Linked DNA regions of Mus musculus: region 2 is linked to region 1. Evidence: chromatin contacts called from public HiChIP or PLAC-seq data. All regions are on one chromosome and are shown on one strand. The core of a region is the stretch at or near the end of the contact, and the rest is flanking DNA. Distances in the headings are between cores, read along the strand shown. Region 1 holds the start of Ankrd39 (ankyrin repeat domain 39). Region 2 overlaps Eif5b (eukaryotic translation initiation factor 5B).

The links. HiChIP or PLAC-seq counts read pairs in DNA pulled down with a chosen protein or histone mark.
Region 2: a contact with region 1 is called in an H3K27ac HiChIP or PLAC-seq map of microglia, with 6 times the contacts expected there. The contact joins the enhancer-like site here to the promoter of Ankrd39 in region 1. A contact is called at or near these places in 3 of 39 promoter capture datasets (cranial neural crest, hippocampal neurons and liver), 2 of 115 datasets of contacts at active chromatin or transcription factors (extraembryonic endoderm stem cells and microglia) and 1 of 9 other capture datasets (liver).

Annotation. Positions count from the first base shown.
Region 1 is chr1:36,545,519-36,552,297 of GRCm38.p6, forward strand. Ankrd39 (ankyrin repeat domain 39) reads right to left here and starts at 1,734. Exons shown (of 4, transcript NM_026241.4): 1 at 1,568-1,734. The coding sequence starts at 1,667. It overlaps Sema4c (sema domain, immunoglobulin domain (Ig), transmembrane domain (TM) and short cytoplasmic domain, (semaphorin) 4C), which reads right to left. Exons shown (of 15, transcript NM_001126047.3): 10 at 6,734-6,779; 11 at 6,409-6,631; 12 at 6,208-6,320; 13 at 5,150-5,310; 14 at 4,988-5,058; 15 at 3,121-4,850. The coding sequence ends at 4,021.
Region 2 is chr1:38,009,608-38,017,151 of GRCm38.p6, forward strand. The region is part of intron 1 of Eif5b (eukaryotic translation initiation factor 5B); the gene reads left to right. Among named protein-coding and RNA genes, the nearest start is that of Eif5b, 15 kb to the left of the region's middle. Within about 2 kb of position 3,109, at least 68 of the 459 cell types and tissues checked have an H3K27ac peak or open chromatin away from gene starts, as enhancers often do. A contact at or near this core is called in microglia, where this site is marked.

The DNA of each region.
Region 1 (6,779 bases), core at 484-2,983:
ATGCTCTGCCTTGAACTGGCCTTGAACTGTGACCTTCCCGTCTCAGCCTTTGAGTCAGTCCAAACTGCTACAAAGAGAGCAAAGCATTAAGGTAACAGGGTAACCAGAGTGGAAATGCCAGGGCTTTGAATACCACAAGGTTTCTTCCTCCACACAGGAAGGGCTGACATTTTGAGGCAGATCATGTCTGTTGTGGGGAGCCAACCTGTGCGGGTCAGATTAGCTGTGACACACAAAAATATCTCTAGACCTAAACTGGGCATAATTGTCCCCAGGTTGAGGACTCTCTAAGGAAGGGGGGTCCCTGAAGAAGTGCCATAGAACTGAATGCTGGCGGGAAAGCCTCAGTCAGCCTGAAGCGGACTAACAAACAAAACAGACCATGTCATCGGACAGAGGGCTTGCATATTTTAGAAACATAAGGGTGATGGCTGCAAGGGTGAGAACCATAAAGAGGTACAGAAACACAACAGTCAGTCTGGCTTGGGGAACTAAACGCAATAGGAGGCGCTGGAGAGGCGGCTCAGTTAAGAGTTCTGTCTGCACCAGGCCGGTGGTGGCGCACGCCTTTAATCCCAGCACTCAGGAGGCAGAGGCAGGCGGATTTTTGAGTTCGAGGCCAGCCTGGTCTACAAAGTGAGTTCCAGGACAGCCAGGGCTATACAGAGAAGCCCTGTCTCAAAAAAAAAAAAAAAAAAGAGAGAGAGAGAGAGAGAGAGAGCGCTCTGGCTGCTCTGCAAAGGACCAGGGTTGTTTCTCAGCTGGTCACATCTGTAACTGCCAATTCCAGGGAATCTGAAGCCCTATTCTGGCCTCCAGGAGCTAAATGCACATAAATAGTCTTTAAATTAAAAAAAGCGTAAATGTAATCATCTCATTTGTTATTTTCTAAAGGTACAGCGGAGAAAACACTTCAAGAGGAGGAAGCGGGGAGTCCTATTATGTCCCTAGTCCAAAAGATGGGGGTAGCAGAGGTGTAGAGAAACGCCGCCCGCTAGGAAGCCATTCCTATGGTAACCATCAAGTGTTCCGTATCATCAGCCCTACACTGATGACAACCTTGCTACAACTGCACAAACTACCTGTTCCTGGGGATAACATGGTAACCGGCACAGAAGAACAGGGACCACTGCTAATAGCAAAATCTCTGTATGATTTTGGACAAAACAGTCACACCCCTGCGCTCCACAGTAAATCTTTCGAGATCACTGTCATTGCTAAAACTTGTACACTCACACCCGAGAGCAGCAAGGGCCAGCTGCCCTGACCTCCCCGGTGGATACGAACCACCAACTGCAGATTCTTTCCCTAGCTCCTCTGTCACCTGACCAGGCTGTCTCCTAGCTGGGTTGGTCTCCAGACCCAGTTCAGAAACCAATGCCTCAATTTACCCGTCCGCACTCGAGACGGAGTAGTCGAGGGGCTTCCTGCCACGCTTTGAAGCCAGCCTTCCTGCACCAGGCCCGGAAGCTCCAAACACGGTTCGAGGCCTCCTTCAGTCCACGTTCCCGGAGATGGGGCTGGAGATTGCCCGCCGCCGGCAACGCGGCCGCCTCACCCCTCTCACCCCTGTCGAAGTCCATCTCCTCCAGCGTCTGCTGTACCCCGGGCACCGCACTAGGGTGAGAGCAGCAGGAGCCATCCGCGCAAAGGTGCGGCGCCGCCATCCCGGCGGCCGGGACTGCAGCCAAGCGCTCCTACGAAATGCCCACCCCTCCGTCCCAGGTTGACCACTCGACGTCCGTAGTTGACCTTCGAGTCCCGCCTCCTCGCCCCAGGCCAACCAATCCTGCATTTAGACCTTAGCTTAGCAACCAATGAAAGTGGTGAGGTGTGGCTGGATAGACTGAGCCTTGCTGCTTTGCTACCACGGGAGGGCGCCCAAGGCTAACTAAGCACAAGGAAGAGCAAAGGCTCGGGAATCCGTTGAGCTCCCCGGGAGGAGGCAGGACAGTTCGTGCAGCCTCGCCTTGTAGGGTGAGGGGACCAGGCAGCTTGGCCTGTCTGGTAGTGTTTATGTCGCATTCGCCAGAACCGAGGCCTCGCAGGTTCCCCAGGGCACAAGGACTCTAGACGCGGCCCATAGTCCCTCTCTCATCTCCCAAGCATCACTTGAGCTGTAGGCCATCCATGGTCAGATCAGTGACCCGCCAGAAAGCTACTAACACTCTGACCCTCGTTCTTTAGCAATCCATCAGGAAGCAGGTGGCCTGAGGGCAAGGACCTGGTAGACCACCTTTGTGCTTAAGCCTCTGCCCACTCAGTGGGCGCTGGTTGCCAACACCCACTGGGCAGACAACTGAGCTAAGGGAAACACACTCAAGTATTTCCCAGCCTCTTCTGACCCACACTCAGGGAAACAGCAGCCTGCTCAAGGGTCATCCAAGTGTATGGGGGGTGGGGGGTGGGGTGGCAGCTAAGGGTGGGCAGAGAGCTCACTGTGGTCTCTGTTCCTATGTACCGGTTAGATTGATCTAAACCAGGTGTGTCCAAATTGCAGCCAACAACAGCATCAAATTTAGCACAACACAAAATCTTAAAATGTCTTTTTTTTTTCCTCCTTCCTATTTTCCTTCTCGAAATCCGATTGGCAGGCAGCTCTCATTAAGGGCGCTCAGAAATGAATCCAGGCTGGGCCTGTTGTTTTTCCCAGGAACATCTGGGCCTACACCACTCCCTCACTAAGACAAGGGCTTGATACTGACTGGGTGGCAATAGGGGACTATCCCTACCCAGATAGGACATTCGAGACTAGCATTCTTCCCCTCCCACGGAGCTTGTCCTAATCTCCATCTTTATAAAGACACTGTCCACACAACTTGAGAAGCCTCTCCTTCAGCCCCTGACTCCCTGCTCACCCTCCCTATAGTTCTGGGAAGACCGTCTCCTTCTCCTCCTCTTCCCGAACGCTCTGCCTTGTTTCCCTGTGGCACCAGGCCAAGTCCAGCTCCCAAGCAGAGTAGCCCTGCTCTGGCTCCCAGTCCCATAGGCATCACTGTGGGAAAACACTTGAGTCTCAGCTGGCCCCTCCAGAGATGCACGGACAGGCATTAAGACCATGATGGCCCAGACCAAAGGATGAGTCCCTCTTAGGTCAATAAGTGGGTTTGAGTCAAAATATCTGTGTGGCAGGGTTAAATTTCATTTTCTCCATTTTATTTGTCAATATAAAAATACTCAAATATTTACAACAAATAAATATGTGGGGACACAATAAGTTACACTGTTAGCCCTTTTCCCAGAGCAGGGAGAGGATAGGCCAGTATCCATAGCATGCCCACCTCCTCCCTTCCCTCCCCCAACAACCCTTCCCAGCCCTGTCAGAAGAGCGCAAATATAAAATACCACCGAACCCGGAGGGCAAGTGGGAGGCCCTGCCCACCCCTCCCCCTGAAGCAGGAGGTTCCATCTCCACCCCCAACCCCCGCCCTGAAAACATTCACAGCCCTAGGAGCAGGGCTAGGCCCACCCCCGAGTCCCGCACTCCCCCAAAAGGGGTACAACACCCTGTCCTTCCCTTCCCCGTATGTACATCACTGCCCCAAAGCTTGGGACAGCTGGGGGTAGGAGAAGCAAAGTGCTATGACCCCCTTCCCCTTCATAGCTCCAAAGACTCAACCAGGAGGACCCCAGGCCAAGGGAAGACGTGATAGAGACAGGAAAGTTACAACACACACACACACACACACACATTCTTCCACATGCATACCAACACATATATGCACAAACACGCCCACATCTTGAAACCTCTTCCTTGCAAAGTTTTGGCTGCTGGGGTCCCACATGTCTCAAATTCACAGAGGAGGGTGTGTCTCCTGTGAGGCTGAAGTCCTGGTGAGCCACACCAAGTGGCAGTGCCCATGCTGAGCAGGTCCTCACGGCCGGGCAAATGCTGGGCAGTGTCTGTCCCAGGCAGAGCAAGTGCCCCTGCCATGTCCCTGAGGTAGCTGGTGCCTGTGCAAAAGTTAAGAGTGCACCTCCCATGAGACCCCCCCCCGCCAATGAGGTGGGGGGGTCCCCTCATACTGAAGACTCCTCTGGGTTGGAGTCAGGCAGCGGCTGGCGCTGTTGTAGTTTCCGTCGTAATTCATCCGCGAGCTCAGGCAGTGGGTGCCCAGATCCTCCTCGGTCCTCTCCGCCCAACTGTAAACGCACATAACCATTGGCATTTGAGTTCCGACCACCTCCTAGGTGGAGCCGAGTTGGAGAAGGCAGAGGCTGGCCAGGTATGCCAGGAGGTGGGGAAGGGGGCCCACCCCCAGGCTGGCACCGGGCGTGACCAGGCACAATCTTGAGAGAGCCATCCGAATAGTAGTACCCGACAGGATCCCAAAGTTTCTCATCAGTTTCGGGGCCAGGACGGAAGGGGGGACTGGCAGGCTCCTTGGGCAGTTCCAAGGGGTACACCAGTGTCCTCTCAGATGCCTTGGCACCCTTTTCTAGCTCTTCTCGAAGTCGCCGGCGGAGCGATAGGACCAGCAGCAGCAGCACCAGGCACACAGCCCCCAGGGCCACCACAGCGAGCCACACGAGCCCCAGGTTTTCCAAGGGAGCCCGTGCCTCCAGTGTCACCGACGAGCCGGCCACGACAGCAACAAGGTAGCTTTCTGCAGCCAGTCTTGTCCCCTGCTCCTCTGAATAGCAACGATAGGGTCCAGAGTGACGGGACTGTGCGGCCATCACCACCAGCGCCTGGAGTCCCGTGTCATAAAGAAAGGAGCCAGGTTGTTCTGCAGGCAGGTCCTGGCTTCCGAAGGTCCAGTGGGCATGGGCCAAATTGGACGAGAGGTGGCAGGGTAGGACCAGGTCTGTGCCTGACACAACGGTGATGTTCTTGGGAATAGATCTGACTGCAGAGGCAGAAATGAGAGAGAACCCAGTGTTAATGCAGGAACCCCAGGTCCCACAGTGAGAGGTGATAAACTAACTCTGGCTGTGATCCAGGGGCCCATCCTCAAAATGAGGGAACAAAAGGAAAACAGCTCACCTTTTTTAATGCCATACTGGTTACACATCTTTGAAGTGTCCAAGTTCGCCACATGTTGGACCAGAAAGGACCTGGTAGGGAAGAGAAGTGGCATCAGAGATCCAACTCCAATCACCTTAGCCTCCCCCTCCTGGCCCTGGCACTCAGAGACGACTGACTCACCCCGAGCGACCACTGGTGGTGGCCACACAGCGGCTGGTGTTGACATTCCAGGCACAGTAAGGGTCCCTGGCCAGGACACAGTCTACACAGAAACGGTACTTTGTGCAGTCGGCCAGAGACAGCTGAACCAGCTGAGAGCGGGAGCCAGCAAAGAGCACCTTCTACAGTAAAACAAAGCACAGGGTAAGCCACACCACGCCTCGGGGTGATGGCTGAGATTTGTTCAGAGAGCATAAACATACTAGGTCCCCCAAGGAAGAAAAAGGCAGCGGAAGAAAAATCCAGGCCAGAGGAACAATTTTGATGAGGGCTTACGACAAGCCATCAAAATCCTAATCACTTTACAGACATGACCTTCTTAGACAGGGACGGACGGCAGACCCGTGAGGCTGAGGCGTACGCTCACTTGCTCACACTCGGGCCAGGAAACTCAGTTTCCCCCGGCCCCCGGAGCCAGCACAGTGACAGCAGTGCCTATGGAAGGTGGGGTTCCTCTGTTTGAATGGTGACTGCCAATCTGCATGCTTGCTCAGCCCCACAATTCCCTTGCTGCCATCTCATTATTCAGCGTTGTAGGGAGCAACTTTGAGTCATAGTAGCTGGTAAAGGGCAAGCAAATCAGAATCCAGAGGGTGATGCGAATATGAGTTTTGCATAAAGGTGTTAAAAAAAGAAAGAAAGAAAGAAAAGAAAAAACGTGAACACTTAAATGAGCCCGGAGACTGAGGGCCTGGCTCAGACACCCACTAGGGACTCAAAGAAATCGGATGTCTCTGTTGCTTGGGTACCAAAACATCTTGACCGAGAAGAGACTGCAGATAGAGCTGCAGCCCCACTTGGAAGGAGTTTGCCAAGGCTGGATTCTGGGAATGGGGGCCCCACAGGGACTGGCTCTATAAGAGAACCTTCAGAGGACAGGTTCTGGCCACCTTAGATCTCTTACTTCTGGGAACTCGAGAGCTACATGAGCCCAACTATGGATGGCATAGAGCCTGGGCGCCAGATAGACAATGGAGCAGAGAACAGAGAGGGAGGTGCGTGTGGCCCAGTCTTACTACCTTGCTCTGAGACAGCACCAGACTTTCCACTGGCTCCTGGTCAAACACCTGCAGTTCCTCCACCATGTGGATCCAGGGCCCCAGGCTCACAGCCTTCAGCAGCCAGCCATCTCCTGGAGAGGTGATGGGAATATGCAAATGAGGAATCAGGCTATGGGGCCTCCCCAGGTTCCCAGCCTTGGGCACACCTGAAGCGCCTACCTGTACCAATGAACAACACTGTATAGGTGGCACCATCAAGCCCTGGGACCCTGTCGGCCACCACGTGTGTGAAGTTAGTGTTCTTCTTCACAAGTAGGGGGCGGCCCAACCGAGGCTTCACCTGGTCCTCCATCAGGGGGTGCTTCTTGATGAAGTTGAGGGTGTTGTCCGGCAGTTCCAGGGAACTGGTGTAGCCATTGTCTCGGTGCCAGTTGTTGATACACTGTGTCGGGGAGGGGCGTGGGGAGGGCGGCTGTCAGTCAGCTGGCGAATAAGTGGGTCCTGGAGCCGATGTTGGGAATACATCCCCAAGCCGAAAACTCACCGAACCAGGCCGAGGGCTGGGTACCGGGTCAGTATAGCGGGCCCAC
Region 2 (7,544 bases), core at 1,859-4,358, 1.5 Mb after region 1:
TCAGTAGGTTGGAGAGTGTCCTTTCTAGGTGACTCAGTTGGTCTAAACTTCAGGCAGCTTGGCTGTTGTCTGCTTCTTCCTGCCATCTGGTCTGGTCTCACAGTCTGCTTTGCAGTTTGGCTAGTCTGTGAGTGACTCTAGGCCCTTCTTTATTGCTTACTGATGGTGGAGGTGAGTGTCGGGAGTCTGGCTTGTGAGTTTGGTCAGTTTCAGGGACTTCTTGAAGCTATTTGAGTTGTTTACTTTGCGCTTCCTTAAATGATGGGATGTTTTATTCTCAGAGGAAATTGGTATACCACATCTGTCCTAACAAATCATCTCAAACTTAAAGGGCTTAATGACAATTATCATTTTTTTGTAGTCCTGGGCATTAACTATGTTTTCTGGCTGGCTTTTTCTGTGATTATACAGTCATGGTGGCTGTAATGGAGCCATTCTTAAGCTTGCTTTATGAAAAATTTAACCTCCTCTGGTGGTTGATAATGGCTCTTCTTTGGAACCTCCTCTGGACTTGCCATTGGAACCTGAACTTGACCTCTTGGTGTGACTTGAGCATCACACTACCTGGCAGAGAGCAAAGAGACAGAAAGGAGAAACTGTGGCTTTAAGGCCTTGGCCTGGAAACTCTTAACATTACTTCTGTCATGTTCTATTGATAAGCAGTCACTAAACTTTTACTTCAGAGCATGGCTCAGTTATTCTTCTATTGCTGCAGAGAGACAGTATGACCAAGGCGCCTTTTAGAAAGAAAGCATACTTGTGGGTTTGCTTATAGTTCCAGAGGTTCAATCCATTATCATCATGGTGGGAGGCAGACAAATACAGTGCTGGAGCAGTAGCTGGGAGATTCATATCCTGACCCACAGGCAGCAGGGGAAGGAGAGAGAGGGACCACAGACACACAGATACACACTAGGCCGAGCATGGGCTTTTGAAACCTGAAAGTCAGTTCACAGTGACACACACACCTCTTTCAACAAGGCCACATCTCCTAATCTTTACCAAATAGTTGGTCTAATTGGGGCCTATGCATTCAAACACTTGAGCTTATAGGGGTCCTTCTCATTCAAACCACCAGAGAGCATCAGAGAAATTTTGAGCATTGTTGTTACTTGGGTTTTTGGGTTTTGGTTTGGGGGGGTGGGTTGTTTTTTGGTGTGTGTTTGTTTGTTTTGGAGGCAGAGTCTTGTTGCTTACTTCGGTTTTGAACTCATGATTCCAGGCCAGCCAGGGAGACCTTGTTTCCTTAAAAGGGAAGATTTTATACTGGTCTCTAAATGCGTATATATCTTAATTGCAATATTTTTATATTGTTGCTGCTAGTATTTTTGATTATTAGTAATAACTCCTATGGAGATCTACAATGGAAAGGAACATGTGGTGCAAGGAGAAATACCAAATACCAATGCTGAGTGCATACTTAAACACACATTATTAAGAAATATGTCTTGGGGCTGGAGAGATGGCTCAGTGGTGAAGAACACTGGCTACTCTTCCAGAAGACCCAGATTCAATTTCCCATCATCCACTTGACAGCTCACACTTATCTGTAACTGCAGTTCCAGGGCTTCTGACATCCTCCCACAGACATACATTGAGGCAATGGACATAAAATAAATTATATATTTAAAATAAAAGATGTCTTAAAATGGTGCATGCCTTTAATCCCAGCACTTGGGAGGCAGAGGCAGGCAGATTTCTGAGTTCGAGGCCAGCCTGGTCTACAAAGTGAGTTCCAGGACAGCCAGGGCTATACAGAGAAACCCTGTTTTGAAAAACCAAAAAAAAAAAAAAAAAAAATGTCCATAGTAACATAATTTTAACTACACATTACATTGTTAATGTAAAAGATTAGGTATTGTCATAAGTTAAAAAATGGATAAATAATTTTTAGGCGTGTATGTAATTTTAGTTTTAACTGTTTTAAATTGTTAAATATGTTCTCTATTGATCCTTTATGGTTTTTATAATCTGGAAATTGAGCAAACACATTTTTTGAGGTGTAAGTAATATAAAATGTGCACATTTCAAGTGTACAATCAATGGGCTAGGTCATGTCCCTGTGAGTAAGTAGACCATTTGCTTAGGACCTTTGGTAAGTGATCTCCCTACAGAAGGCTTTGTCTAGGAGTCGCTGTGGTTAAGTTCTAGGAATCAAACCCGGAGGCTCACACACACTGGCAAGCGAGCTTATCGCTGAGCTGCACCCCGTGCCTAGTTCTGTCATGCTTTCCCTTGCTAGAGATGGGGTGTGCTACTTGGAGGAGTGATGCTTTGTAGTCAGCATTTCCTGATTGGCTTTTCTTTAGTGTAGTGACTGAGAGTCCTCTGTGCTGGTGCATGCATCAGCATTCTTGCCCCCTTTAATTGTGGAATACTCTGCTGGGTGGGTCTTGGCTATTTTGAAACTATCTTACAGGTGTTCGAAGTTTGTAGCTTTCATGATTATGAATAAAATTGCTCTAAACATTTGCATACAAGTCTTTGTGTGGACACATACTACTCTGGTGAATGCTTAGGAGTAAGCTTGCAGGGTCATATGGTTAGAGGTAAGGGAGTGGGGGGGAGGGGGAGGGGTGAAGGATGGGGGAGGGGGAGGGAGAGGGGGATGGTATGTGGGAGAGGGAGAGGGTGCTTGCTTGCATGTAGCTTTAAGAGGACTTGAAACTGTCTTCCCAATTTGACTGTGCCACTTCTGCTTTGCCTATGGGGGCGGGTGAGTGTCAGCTGTCCCTGTCCTCTCAGTGCTTGTTTCCTGGTCCTTACTCTAGCAGATGGGCAGTGGTGATGACGCCTCGATGTAGCTTACACTTTATTCTGTAATACTGACCATCTTGTCATGTGTTTATTGGGCATTTTTGCAACTTAAAGGCTTGTAGGAAGCTGAAGTATTATAGGACAATCCTTCATGTGCTTATATTGCAAATATTTCTTTAGACTTTAATTTTGTTAATAGTATTAATTTATCCTGTCTAAAGAATTGATCTTTTGTTTGGGGATTGTTACAGAGTCATATGTACTTGTAAGAAATGATAGAACTCAGTGTCTATTTCCTAGTTTGTTGTGATAATCCTAAAGCTGTGTCATGATGGCATGACTCACATGTTGGAACTGATAAAAGCCACTGGTCATAGTCAAATGCTTGGTTTCATTTACACTCTTGTGTATGTTTACTGTGGTATGTATTATCATCATTCATGTCTGTAGATTTGTGTAGACATTTCCACAGTTAAGATTCAGAGCATCAGGGCTGGGGCTGGTTATATTCTGTGTGTTCCAGCACCAGCTCCCCCTGCATACCCCACATGTGCCTGTTCACATCCTTTGGTGACCCGTGCAGTTCCCTACACTCTGACTAGCATTGTGACCATGTTGGGAATGTGGCGTTGTGATGGTGTACACTGTGGCATTCTGATTGCTGTCCAGTGGGAAGCTCCCATTTCCCAATGACTAACATGGAGTGTCTTTAATTGTATCCCTTTCATTTGGCTGATTTTCAAATTGGACTATTGGGTATTTTGCAGTTGGGTTTTGAATGTTTTTGAACACATTCTGGAATTAGCTGTTTTTCAGATAAGCACTTCTCGATCTCCTGCCCCGACTCTGGAGCTTGTTTTCCTCAGGTCACGTCTATGGTCTTTCCAACTCCAAGAGTTCTTCATTTTGATGAGTTTCAGTTTATTTCCTCTATTTTCCCAGAGGTTCTGTTTTTTAAATCACAGAGTGCCTCATACAGAGACTATAATCTTTTGTTGAGGATGTTCATTTGCACCATCTCATTTGTGGGAAGGTTAGCTTCCTTGTCAATGGCCTTTGTCCTATATACAAGGAGGATGAGCACACTTGTGTGAGGCTACCTTCATGGAGGCTGGTTTTGGTTTTCCTTCTGTTCCAGGCATTTGTATTTTATCAGAATTCCAGTATAGTTTTGTGTATTTTTGTCAGCTACATTATAAGCCTTGGAATTTTTGCTCCCCACCTTATTTTCTCACAAAAAAGGAAAAACATTCTCTTAACTATTCTAAGTGTTTTGCCCTCTCATATAAATTTTATAATTTTCTGTACTATCCATGTCTTAAAAATCTTTCCTGGGTTTTCATTAAGCCTTTGTATAATATTGGAGAGAATTTTGTTAAGTGGTTTTTGGTAGTCTTCTATCAACAGATGTGATTCCTCTGTCTCTTTGTATTTCTTTCATCAACATTTTATGGTTTTTGTGTTTTGTTTGTTTGTTTGTTTTTGAGACAGGGTTTCTCTGTGTTGTAGCCCTGGCTGTCCTGGAACTCCATATATAAACCAGGCTGGCCTTGAAACTGAGAAATCCACCTGCCTCTGCCTCCCAAGTGCTGGGATTAAAGGCATGTGCCACCACTGCCCTGCCATTTTTTGTTTTTTTTTTTTTTAGATTTATTTACTTATCGTATGTAAGTACACTGTAGCTGTCTTAAGACACTCCAGAAGAGGACATCAGATTTCGTTAGGGATGGTTGTGAGCCAACATGTGGTTGCTGGGATTTGAACTCGGGACCTTCGGAAGAGAAGTCGGCACTCTTAACCACTGAGCCATCATCTCGCCAGCATTTTTTGTTTTTTAACATACAATTTATGTGCATGTTTTATTAAATTTTAATATTTGCCTTGGAGTAGATTTAAATGACATGATTTCCTTTCTTCAGGTGAATTTTTAAAAAATAACTTTCAGGGAGCTGTCTACATGGCTCAGGAGTGGGTGTGTACTGCTCTTCCAGAGGCCCTAAGCTCAGTTCCCAGCACACAGTTTGAATATCTCATAAATACCTATTAACCCCAAGGGATCCAGCCCCTTTTTTGGTCTCTGTATGCATCTGCATACATATGTACATACCTGCACACAGAGATACAGAAATATACATGTGCAAAATCTTTGTCTATCCAGTCCTGATTTTCCCTGTGCAGTAGTTCCTTTTCTATGCTGTTGATAAATAACATGACCATGGTAGCTTATAAAAGAAAACATTGAATGGGACTTACAATGTCAGAGGGTTAAAGAGTGAAGCAAAATCATGACATCAGGATCAGTCAGTCACTCTCTGAACTCAGAATGGTGCAAATGGAAGCCTCAGGCCTGCACCACTGACACACCTCCAGTTAAGCCTAATCTTCCCCAAACAGTTCTAACTGCAGACCAGTATTCAAAGGTGTGAGTCTATGGGGGCCAGTGTCCTTCAAACCACCACACCTTGTTAACATAGCAGCATGATGCACTTGCTACAATTAAGAAACTGGTATGAATTAGCTGTAATGCTGAGTTTGTTTAGATTTCTTTTGTTTTTACTGACTGTTAAATATGTACCACATGTTTTGTGGTAAATTTTTCTTTAGCCTCATTTTATCTATGCACACCCACAGTATTAGGAGTGGGAATTGATGTTCTACCCCCAGATATGGAGTTTTATTTAGCTTTTGTTTCTTCCTCATTCATCCATTTGTTCATCTCAGCATGAACTAGTTAGTGGCTGTTATTTTATTACTTTGTCTTATAAGTCAGATTTCTTTACTGTTTTGTAGTCCTGCGGATCAAGTCTGATGTCTTACGTGTGTAGGCAGATAGATCATGCTAGCAGCCACTGAGCTATTCCACCATCCCTTGACTTATAATTTAATACTGTGTTTAATTAGTTGCTCTAGTTAACTACTTTGCTGTTTTCAGTAGTGGTTGGAGCTCCTTGAGTTGTTCATGTTCCCACGTGTCACATACCTAGCATTGTGTGTGCACGTGCTGACTTTCTTGTCTTATTTAATCCAATTCTTACTTTCTGGCATTACAAGATGCTTCAGGCTTGTCTGTCTCTTACATCACCTTTGTGCTTTCATCAGCATCTGACACTTTCAGTTACTTGGATTTTAGCCTTTGGAATAGAGAACACCATCTCCTTCCTTGTCTTAATTCCATTTTTCTTTTACTGAGCTTTGTTTTCATTTATATTGTTTGCAACTTGTTTGCCTTTTGGCAATATAACTGTTCATATCTTCTACCCATATTTAGTTGAGTGCACTTAGGAGTTCTGTGTGTATTTTAGACACAAGTGTTTAATAGCATATTATTTTGTAAATATCGTTCCCACTTTGTTTTGTGTTTTCATTTTTTTAACAGTGTCTTCTTCAGAAGTGTTTCATTTTAATACAGCCTTATTGCTCTTTCATGGCTTGTGCCTTTTGTTTGGGTTTTGTCTAAAACCTCATCACCAAGCTTCAATGTCACAAACTTTGTATTTTGAAGTTTTGTTTTCTTCATTTGTACACTACCATTATTATCTGTACCATCCATCCTCCTTGCCGAGTTAATGTCTTTCCCTTCTGGGTTGCTTGTTTCCAAGCTGCTTTACTAGGAAGTTTTCCACTCCTCACTTCCCCAGGATAGATGTGGTGCGTTTAAACTGTTCAGAGCCACATGAAAGTATCAAGTATTTTAATTCTCTTCAACTTTTCATGAAAGTACTAAGTTCCTTTATTTCTAGATTTACAGTTCCTATCCTCTAGTAAGTTTCTTGAAATTAAATTTGGTATTTGTCAGTATTTATTTAAACAGTCTTTTTATTGTAAGGAAGCAGTTAATGTATTTTTCTTTAGAAGTTCTTACCAGATTAAACAATATCTAAAGTGTTCCTCTGTTCCATAAAAGCTTTTGATGTCTCTTTTAAAATAGAATTTTATTGTATGTATATAGTTGTTGTGCCTGGATCTATGTCTGTACAACCCATGTGTGCCTAGTGTTGGAGGAGGCCAGAAAAGGGCATTGGTTCCTTTGGAATTGGAGTGACAGATGCTTGTGAACCACCAGGTCATCTGCAAGAGCAGTGAGCGCTTTACTGCTGAGCCGTCCCTCCAGCCTGTAGAGAGGACTTCTTATGAACGCCTCCTGGTTAAAAAAAAAAAAAAAAACTTATGGCCAACAAGCTGACGCAAAAAAATTGGAGATGGGACACCCGGTAGGGATAGAAAGAATTCTGGGAAATAGAAGTGTGGGAGATTGACCCCAGAATCCTGATAGGATGAGGCAGGTTAGACTGAAGGGGGAATAAGTTGAGAGCGAGTCAAAGAGCAAGCTGAAGTTTATGGTCTAGGCGTTTATTAAGAAATAGTCAGTCTCTGGGGGCTGGTGAGATGGCTCAGTAGGTAAGAGCACCCGACTGCTCTTCTGATGGTGGCTTTCTGAAGGTCCGGAGTTCAAATCCCAGCAACCACACGGTGGCTCACAACCATCCGTAATGAGATCTGACTCCATCTTCTGGAGTGTCTGAAGACAGCTACACTTACATATAATAAATAACTAAATCTTAAAAAAAAAAAAAAAAAAAAAAAAAAGAAATAGTCTCAGAGCCATTATTCTGGGAGTTAAGTTGATGGAGGGAAACTTGATTATTTTTTACATCAGCCGCATCTTTTGATGTCTTAATGTGTCATTTAACATACTTTTTGTGCATGTACATTTCAGAATGACTGACCTTGGCTTTCTGTAGATTTTAACTTGACTGGAACTTTGGTTTCTCCAACTAATATAGGTG